Regions from separate parts of the Sus scrofa genome. Here region 2 is linked to region 1. A link is a contact called in public HiChIP or PLAC-seq data. All regions are on one chromosome and are shown on one strand. Each heading gives the region's core, a stretch centred on a gene start, on an enhancer-like site or on the middle of the called end of the contact. The rest is flanking DNA. Distances are from core to core; before and after follow the strand shown. Region 1 overlaps TCF7L2 (transcription factor 7-like 2). Region 2 overlaps TCF7L2 (transcription factor 7-like 2).

Region 1 (4,716 bases), core at 1,974-4,473:
AGTCGTCCTACCCCTCGCTGGGTCTATTAATTGGTTCTCATTTACTTTTCACAGCAGCTTTGCAAACAGGGTATGTTTTATGTTCATTTTACAAATGAGAGAACTGAGGTCCAGAGAGGTTCTGGATAGACCTTTAGTCTTTAAAAACGCATTTCTTTGCAAACCAGATTTTTAGCAAACTTTAGAGGCCTAAAGAGGTGGCATTGAGGCCATCAGCACTTAATTATGAAGCTGGCCCAGTGCTGGGTGATGGAGAAACTGCTGGTCTCTAAGAGACACTGAGTAATTTAATTCACCCCCCCCCACCCCAAATCCATCTCTCATCACTGTGAGGAAACAACTACATTTTATCATTAGTGGTGGTGAAGATTATGTGACCGGTGGCAAGTGTTTGACTAGTGCCTGGCACGTAGCAGGTGCTCAGTAAAGATTAGTCTCCCTTAAGATGTGGGAGGAGATTAAATTCCCTCTCTGGGGTATGTTGCCTTGCTCTCTGCTGCATTCTTTCTGTCCGTGAGGCTTTGAGAACACTGGGATGGGCAGTAAAGCATCTTTTGGGGTCCTCGGCATGCTGGTATTGAGAATGAGTGGAAGGTAGCCGGCCACAGACCCAGCCACCCCCTGCAGGCTTTATCCTGAGTCCTTCGTGAGACTTGCTGGCATGGACAGCCGGGTGTCTGTTCCTTTCAGTGTACACTTCCTGAACACCTAGCATGCCCAGCTGCCATGCTGGGAGCAGGAGAGAGAGGGGAGCAGCACGTGACCTTGGGAGGCAGCCATGAGAACCAGGAAGTGCAGGGAAGTTATTATGCGTGATGATGGAAATCTGAGCTGCGTCCAGATGTGACCCAGGAGCGAGAGTGGGTTTCTGGGGCTAGTGGGACAGTGCACATGAAGCCCGGAATGGGGTTCCCCCTGTGACCGGAGCACCTTTGAAGACGTCCCCGTGAGGATCCGGGAGAAACTGTGTCTTTGGTTTATAAGACAGGCTCCCTGGGTTTAGGGGCCCGTGAGTCCTTTTGGGGAAGTGGGGCAGTGGCTTGACCCCAGCAAACGTAACTGACCCACCGAGTTACCAGCCAACTTAAATGTCACCAAATGTGGCGGCCCCTTTCACCTTTTATGTCCTACCTAAGTTATGGCTCTCAGCTAGTTTACTGGAAAATATATTTTCTCAAAAATTTTTTTTTTCTTGAGGAGCCAAATGATGTGTTAGAAAATGTAAAGGAACAAGAAGGAATTGTCCATAATCCCACCATCTAGAGAAAAGCATTGCTAAACGGTGGTTGATTTTTCTTTTTCAAAGCAGTAAATAGATGAGTGTTCTGAATATATTGATTCCCCCCCCCCCTTCGGGTGTGCATGTGGTCACGTGGGCAGCCAAGCTTTTTTTCAGGTGAATTTCATCCAGGCTTGACACCTGCCCCTTCTCAAAAAGTAAACCCCTATCTTATTTGTCTGGTGGTTTCACTGTGGATGGCACTAAGGGAGGCAAGCTGACGTTATGTTAAAGACTTGACAAGCCAGCACCCATCTGTTGGTTTCTTTGCTCTAACCTCTGAGCTGGTGATGGGCTGAAATGTCACCTTTGCCCTTCTTTAAAAGCAGGAGAAATGGGGGGTGAGTGGCTGGATGCCTCTGAAAATACTGGGAAGTGCTGTTGGCCGTAGGGTAAGCTTTTTAGAAGTTGGTACATGCAGTGTGTTGTTTTAACTAATGAATCTTCTGGGCCTGAAGATAATGAGGTCAGAGGGCAGCGAGGCCACCTTAGCACTCACTTGAGGGTCCACAACACCCAGAACGTGCCTGGCCTACTTTGCGGGTGGTGGGGGAAGATGGGGCTGGAATGCTTTTTTGATTGATAGCAGGGATTGGAAGATAGATGGAGTGGCCTCCTGGCTGATGGGGAGCCAACTGAGAAGAAGGTAGTGGGCGCCTCAGAGAAGCAAACAGAACAGCTTCCCCCTACCTTTACCGCCTCACTGGGTGCGGGTCCATCTGCATCCAGTGCTTTGTGCTCCTTTTTCCTGAGTGGAAATGCAAGCATTCTGTGCAGCCCAGCTCCCCTCTTAACCTCCCCTCCCAACCCCCTGCCCTCATCCTCCTCTCCCCACTCCCCTTCCCCTCCCCACCCCTTGCCCCGGCTTGGCTTTACCTGATGCGAGTGTGCTTTGCTCAGACTCTGCAAATAGCAAGTTCCCAGTGACAGTGTGGCAACTGGATGCAGAGGCCGGTGCAGTCCTGTAATAATATAGCTTGTGTTTTTAGAATATTTGATGTTATATTTTACAGTCTAAGTGCTTTTCAGATACCTTTCTATTGTCTTTATTTTATAGATATATTAAATAACCAGGGCTTGTTTGGGGAGCCAGGAGAGGGTTGTGGGGTTAGAGGGAAGGGAACGGGTCTTGACTGACTCCTGAAGCTGCCGAGCAGCCAGCAACCTCAGTAATGGTTTAGGGGAAACTTTGCATCCACCTGAAGAGGGAGGGGGATGAGGGGAAATTATTTGACAATACCTGGGGATCAAGGGAGCCAGAATCTCTGTCCACTGTCACCCAGCAAGTTGGGTGAGAGCTGGGACCTTAGGCCCCGTGATCTTTCTCTTCTGTCTTCCACACCTAACGTCATGCCTGGTTCCGGCATCAATACGTATTTGTCGAATGTTAAATGAGGCTTAAAGAGACCGTTCAGGCTTGGCACAGGGGCACCGAGAGGCAAACATGTTTCCTGCCCTCATAACCTTCACTTCCAAATCCTGTCACCTCGAGCTGGTTGCCTAGGCTCTTCCAGCTCAGTTTCCTGAAAACTTCTCTAAAAAAATAGGTAAAGGACTAGCAGAGGGCATTTCTGGGTAAGAACTCCACTCTTGGATGATTTCTGCTGCTTATTGCTTTCTTTGCATTTTTCCTGCTACACAGCGCCTTCTTTATTTTCACCTCCTAGAACATAAATGTCTGATGACACACTGTAGTGTTGGGTAATAACAACAATGGAAAAAGCATTCCTGACGTTAGTGCCAAAGTCCCCGCATGTGACCAGCATCAACTTAATAACAACAACGGTGGTTGGAGAGCTGGCATTTATTTCTCCAGCACCTACCGTACGGTCTTGGGGTGGCAGCATCTCTGATGGAAGGAGCTGTTGGCTGTATAAACTGCACTCCCCACATGTGTTTGTTCTGGGCGTTTGGTATCTCACTTGGCTTGTTTACAGCCTGGACATTTGCTCTGGCCATCCTCAGAGGACATGGTCAGTGCAGGAGGAAACCCACGCTGGTCTTTGGACCGGACTGGGGCTTGGCGATGGTCCCCAAACAGGGTGCCAATGGCTCATGCTTGTTTTTCTGCCTGACGGTAGTGAGCCCGAGGTACAGGGAGGACTTCCCTTTTCCCAACTGGCTAACCCCTTCTTTAGGCAATTTCTATTCTTTTTTTTTTTTTACTTTTTATTTTTATCTTTTGTCTTTTTAGGGCCTCATGCGCGACATATGAAAGTTCCCAGGCTAGGGTTTGAATCAGAGCTGCTTCCGCGATGTACACCACAGCTCATGGCAATGCTGGATCCTTAACCCACTGAGCGAGGCCAGGGATTGAACCTGTGTCCTCATGGATACTAGTCAGGTTCATTACCACTGAGCCACAGTGGGAACTCTTAGGCAATGTTTTTAGCAGGCAAGGTTTTAAATCTTATTGACATTTCCGAAGAAAGGTAGAGGAGGGGGAAAAAAAATCAAGACGTGTCTGGGAGAAAAGTGGCAGGTTTTTGTTTTTTGAGATTTTTTTTTCTTTGTCATTTTTCTTTCGTGTGCACATTGTAAAACCTCTTTCAGATGATGATTTCGTGTGGTTTCTTGGTAGCCCTGGAGCAGCTGCTGCTGGGTCTGACCTAGTGCATCTCAACCCCTGGTTCTGTGGGCCACCTGTGCCTTGTGTGTCTGCTGTTTGCAGAGCATGAAAGAGAAGAGTCAGAATTCTGCTGGGGTTGCAGACATTTTAAGAAATCTCTTTAAGTGTGAGGACCAGTTGGAGGGAAGAAATACAGTGGCTTAGAACACCAGGCCTGCAGCTGAGCTTTGGTGTACCTGGTTGGAGAGCAGACGTGGGGGAGACCAAGCGTAGTAATAGGAAAATTCCACTTGACCAGAAGGCTAGGAATGAATGAATGGGAGGATGGGGTGGGAGTAATCCGGAGAGGCGAGGCTGGTTAACTAGGAATGTTTTCGGTCACTTTGTTTTACTTCGGGCCAAGTGTTCATTTCCCTTTAATCATTGAATCATAAACAGGGATTTACTTTTTCGGATGATTTAGAATCGTGCAATGGCTCCAGGAGTTTTATTCTGACGGTGCCAATCATGTTAATAGCAATATCATAGCTAGCTAATAATATAATAGCATTTACTAAGCCCACACCATATGCGAGGCATCGTGCCAAGCCTGTGAACTCTGAGAGGTGGCTGTTGGGTGTATTCCCATTTTACAGATGAGGAAGCCAATGCTCACAGAGATGAAAGCCTTTGCCCAAGCCCACCCTACTTCTCGATGGTTCGTTTTGCTATCTTCTCTGTCTCTCTCTTTTTTTTTTTTTTTTTTGTCTTTTTGCCTTTTCTAGCGCTGCTCCCGTGGCATATGGAGGTTGCCAGGCTAGGGGCCTAATTGGAGCTGTAGCCACTGGCCTACGCCAGAGCCACAGCAGCGTGGGATCCGAGCCGCGTC
Region 2 (4,226 bases), core at 219-2,718, 130 kb after region 1:
TCTAAATGGATGAAATGTCTTTTATTTTGCCCCTTACTGTATTACATGGCATTTAGTTTCATGAAGCGATTTTTACTATCCGCTCTTTGGTTAAAAAACAAAACCTGTCTTAATGCCAGTAGCAGTCTTCTCCTCCCATTTCTTATTGGCAGCATGGAGCTGTGGATGGTTCTTCTACCCATCAGTGCTCCCTGACCTAGCTCTCCCCTGGTCATTCATCCTCGGTGTATGTGGGTTGAGAACCATCCAGTTATCTCCAATTGTGAATTTCTGGTGCCCACAGCATTGCGAGGATGCGGGGTTAAATCAGACATATGCACTCTCTCAGAACTTACCAGCCATCAGGAAGTCACAAACATCTGGCTGAATGTGCGGGTCCTGAGTGAAGGCTGTTTTCTGCTTGCTCTGACGAGCTTTTTCAAGTTTCATCACTCTCTAGTCTCCTACTGTGAACATGTGGGGCTCCTCTGCTCTTTGCATGTGGATGGGAAGGATGGGGTACAGAAATGGTTGGGTGTGACACCCATGTCTCTGTCACTGCTGCCCCCACCTTCCCGAAGGTCCTCTCGCCCTTCGCTGGCCGCACTAGACGGTATTCCTCTGGGAGTTGAAGCAGGAATTAGTGCTTGTACTTCTTAGTGGCACGTTTGTTCCGCTCAGCCCTTGTCACTCACAGATGGTCGTGCACAGGGTCTTAACTGCTTGGGACCTCTCCATTTGTCCCCAGCAGGTGTTCAGTGGAGAAGCCTTTCTTCTGGAGCTGAAAGGAAGAGGATAAGAAAGTTAATGCTCTCCCACAGGCTTGCTGCTCACCCCCGCCTGACCTCGAGGTGGAGATTGCCAGCAGCAGGCAGGCTCTGCAGCCTCCACACATATAGCCACCTCATTTCAGGACAGATCCTCTCTTGGTTTCGGGTCAGAAGTTCTTAGAGTTCATCTCCAGCTCCTTCCTGCTACAGACCCAATTCTTTGAGTAATCTAGAGTTGTACCACAGAGAGGAATTCAGCTACTCTATAGGTATCACATCCCCAGGAGACATTTTGGGTCATAGTGGGGCCTTCATGTATAGCTGTGCAGGGCGTGCACTGCACAACTTTAGGGTGTGCCATTTACACTATGGTCTGTGTGCGTGGTGCCCCCTGGAGTTGTGCAGGGTGAGATCTCCACAAAGGTACAAGGCCGACTTTGTGAAAGCTTCAAAAGAATCCTGCCATGGACTTTCCTGGAGTCAGACAGGGTATTGCCCGAGGCTTTTTGTGAAGTGCTTTCTAGGTTTCAGAAGGTCATGAGACACGTAAAACGACTTTAGTTCAGTTTTATATTTGGACGAGGTTTGGTGTAATAGGGGAACCCCTGATAAGACTTGAGAAAGTTTAGAGGTAGCTCTGGATTTGGGGCTATAGGAGCTTTACTAGCTGTAGAGTCCACGATCTGTGGCTCACTACATATGGGTGTGAACACACACAGCCCTTCCTCCCTTCCTCTTTCCGTCCTGCCACCTCCCTCCTCCCTCCCTCCCCTAGGAACTGAACAGTCTGTGGAGCAAGAATCAGAGTTAAAACTTGTATGGATTTGATTGTGGTAGAGACTAGTTAGTTGGGGGTTTTGGGGTTCGTTTTTTAAACTGACTTGACAAGGATGCTTCTGTAAATTACTTTGGGTATTGTAAAGTGCAGAGGGGTCTTCTGGGAAGCTTTCTGAGCTAACCATCTTATGCTGCTTTCACCACATTCCTACTTTTCTAGCCCAGTGGTGACAGAAGCCTTTATAACACTATCTTAGCGAAGTAGAATTGAGTGAAACAGTCACATTTGGGTTGTCAGACTTGGTACGTTCTGGAACAGAAGAGAAAACATTTTGGTCCCATAGTGATCACTAACCCATGGCCTTGAAATTCAACGTTATTTCCTTTCTGGCCCTTCCAACTTAGGTAAAGGAGATAAATCCCAGGCCATGTTGCCTATCTGGAGGGTTTCCCCGCACCTCACCACCAGAGTTGAGGGCTTTTCTCTCATTACATTCAAAGAGCTAATGGGATGGCCAGCTCCCTTGAACTGCATCTCTCTCTTCTCTAGATAGTGTGTATTTTCTTCCATTCTCTTCCGCTTAAAACACATTCCCAGTCCTCTAGAATCTTTAGTCTAAATGATCATTTTCTCAGTCATGAACCTCTCAGTTGTCAATTATTTTTATCAGTGTATCCTAAATCCTTCCCAGGGGTAGTGGAATTTTCAGCTGCCTCTCAGAATATATTGCGGGGGACTGGACGCGGCTGAGCACAGCATTCGAAATGACTGGGAAGCCCTTGGCTGGGGGGCGGGGGGGGGCTGCCTGGAACCGACATGTTTCTGTGCGCAGTTGAAGCTTTATTTCAGCTTCTAAAGAAGCTGACACTGGACCCTCCTGCCTCTTCGAGGATGGCCGGGTGGCACTCTGCTTCTGACGCAGGAGTGGCACAGACACGAGGATGGGCCATGGGGGCTCGTGCAAAAGCACAGGAACTTCTTGGTTTCCTTTCTTCCTTTCTTAAACTGGATGCCAAGGAACATGAAATGTTTCAAAGGGTAACACTGAACCGAAGACCCAGACAGATGTCCCAAGTGGCACAGCCCGCAGGTCTGAGAGGCTTTCTCTAGAACTGCTGACTCTCAGTCTTTAGGTGGACCTGAAACCGTGTGGCATCTCTGCCTTGGGGGGGCTCCTCACAGGGCCTTATGGATTCTCAAGTTTTCACCCAGTGGCTGTTGCTGTCTCTTCTTGAGTCAGTGTCAACATACCATGAGAACTTTTAGCAAAGGTTAATATTTAGATGTTCTGACACAAATAGACGCGTCGGAACACAGGTTCCTCCTGCTCGTGACATTGCATGTACACCGGGCAGCTGCAGCACGTGGATAGGGTGGAGCTCCCGGGTGAGGGAGGCCTAGTTTCAGATCAGGAAGGAGGCGGTTACCTCCACAGAATTCTTTCCTGCTCCCGTTGCACGTCCGCAGCTGCAGCAGACTGTCTGGATGTCGGGGAGGGTCAGGCTGGAGAATGAGAATGGCTCCATGCAGTTCGTCTCCCATGATGCATGAAAAGCCTTCCTCGGAGGGCCGGGCGGTCTGTATGGAGGCAGCGTAGCCTAGTGGATGAGAGCTGGGGGACCACGATCGCCTGGTTCCCATCATGGCCCCGCCTTCTCATGTCGTCTCAGGAACTTTCATGAAACTCTCTGTGCCTCAGTTTCCTTGTCTGTAAAATCGTGGTTGCAGAGGATTGTGTGAAGATACATGAGTCGCTAGACATGGCACTCTTAGAATTCTGTCTGGCACAGAGCATGTGCCCCGTGAATGGTAACTGTTCTTACGAAGGGTATTGTCATGGTAGAGGAAAATGGCAAGAACAGGATGTTCCCCCTTAGGGATGTCCACTCAGGAGTCTGAAAAATTGCTCAGATCGCTTCTGGTTGTTTCGCCTTTGTTCCACCCTCCGCTTTAAAACCAAGGCCAGTGCTACAGGGCAAAGAAAATCCCCTACGAAGGGGATTTTTATTTTTTGATTCCGAATGAGAACCATTTGGCCTTATAAAGAAGAGATTTGCATGGGGCACGGAGGCTCTCTTGAGTCCACCCAGCCGTCCCAACGTCCATTTGTCCCTTAGCTCTTGGGCCACTTGGAACGCTGTCTCTTCAGCCTCCCCGAGTCTTCCCCATCATCCCGCTCTGGTCCCCTTTCATGAGTGCTGGGGTCAGGTGTGAGGATGGACATCGATGCGCTCGAAGAGAGGTCCTACCTGCCACCCCGCTGATCCACTCTTTTCCTGCTGGGTGTGCGGTCGTCCACCCAGAGCCCAGTTGAAGGGCGCTTGGATTAAAGGGGTTGGGGGTTGGCAGATACCCAGGAGCCTGGATGGAGGTGGCAGCCGGGGCCCCTCCTCCTGCCTCCTTTCCAGGTGAGCCCAGATGCCCCTCCTCCCCGCCACCTCCTGAAATAATTCGCTGTGTCTCTTCTGTTCTTCTAGGGGAAAAAGAAGAAGAGGAAAAGGGACAAGCAGCCCGGGGAGACCAATGGTAAGTTAGAATAACGGGATAGAGGCAGGAAGCGGTGCTCTGAGGACCATGCTTTTATAGCAGGATTCTGTCTGGGGGAGGCAGGAGAAATTCAAGGCCAGGATGTTGTCGGATGGGGTGGGGGTGGGGGGACCCTCTTAGCCAACCTTTTTGTTTATGCATTTTAATTAATT

The links. HiChIP or PLAC-seq counts read pairs in DNA pulled down with a chosen protein or histone mark.
Region 2: a contact with region 1 is called in an H3K27ac HiChIP or PLAC-seq map of alveolar macrophages. The contact joins two enhancer-like sites. A contact is called at or near these places in 1 of 47 Hi-C or Micro-C datasets (liver) and 1 of 2 datasets of contacts at active chromatin or transcription factors (alveolar macrophages).

The regions. Positions count from the first base shown.
Region 1 is chr14:123,403,123-123,407,838 of Sscrofa11.1, forward strand. The region is part of intron 4 of TCF7L2 (transcription factor 7-like 2); the gene reads left to right. Among named protein-coding and RNA genes, the nearest start is that of TCF7L2, 62 kb to the left of the region's middle. Within about 2 kb of position 3,224, at least 8 of the 83 cell types and tissues checked have an H3K27ac peak or open chromatin away from gene starts, as enhancers often do. A contact at or near this core is called in alveolar macrophages, where this site is marked.
Region 2 is chr14:123,533,368-123,537,593 of Sscrofa11.1, forward strand. TCF7L2 (transcription factor 7-like 2) reads left to right here. Exons shown (of 17, transcript XM_005657478.3): 13 at 4,005-4,053. Among named protein-coding and RNA genes, the nearest start is that of TCF7L2, 190 kb to the left of the region's middle. Within about 2 kb of position 1,469, at least 2 of the 83 cell types and tissues checked have an H3K27ac peak or open chromatin away from gene starts, as enhancers often do. A contact at or near this core is called in alveolar macrophages, where this site is marked.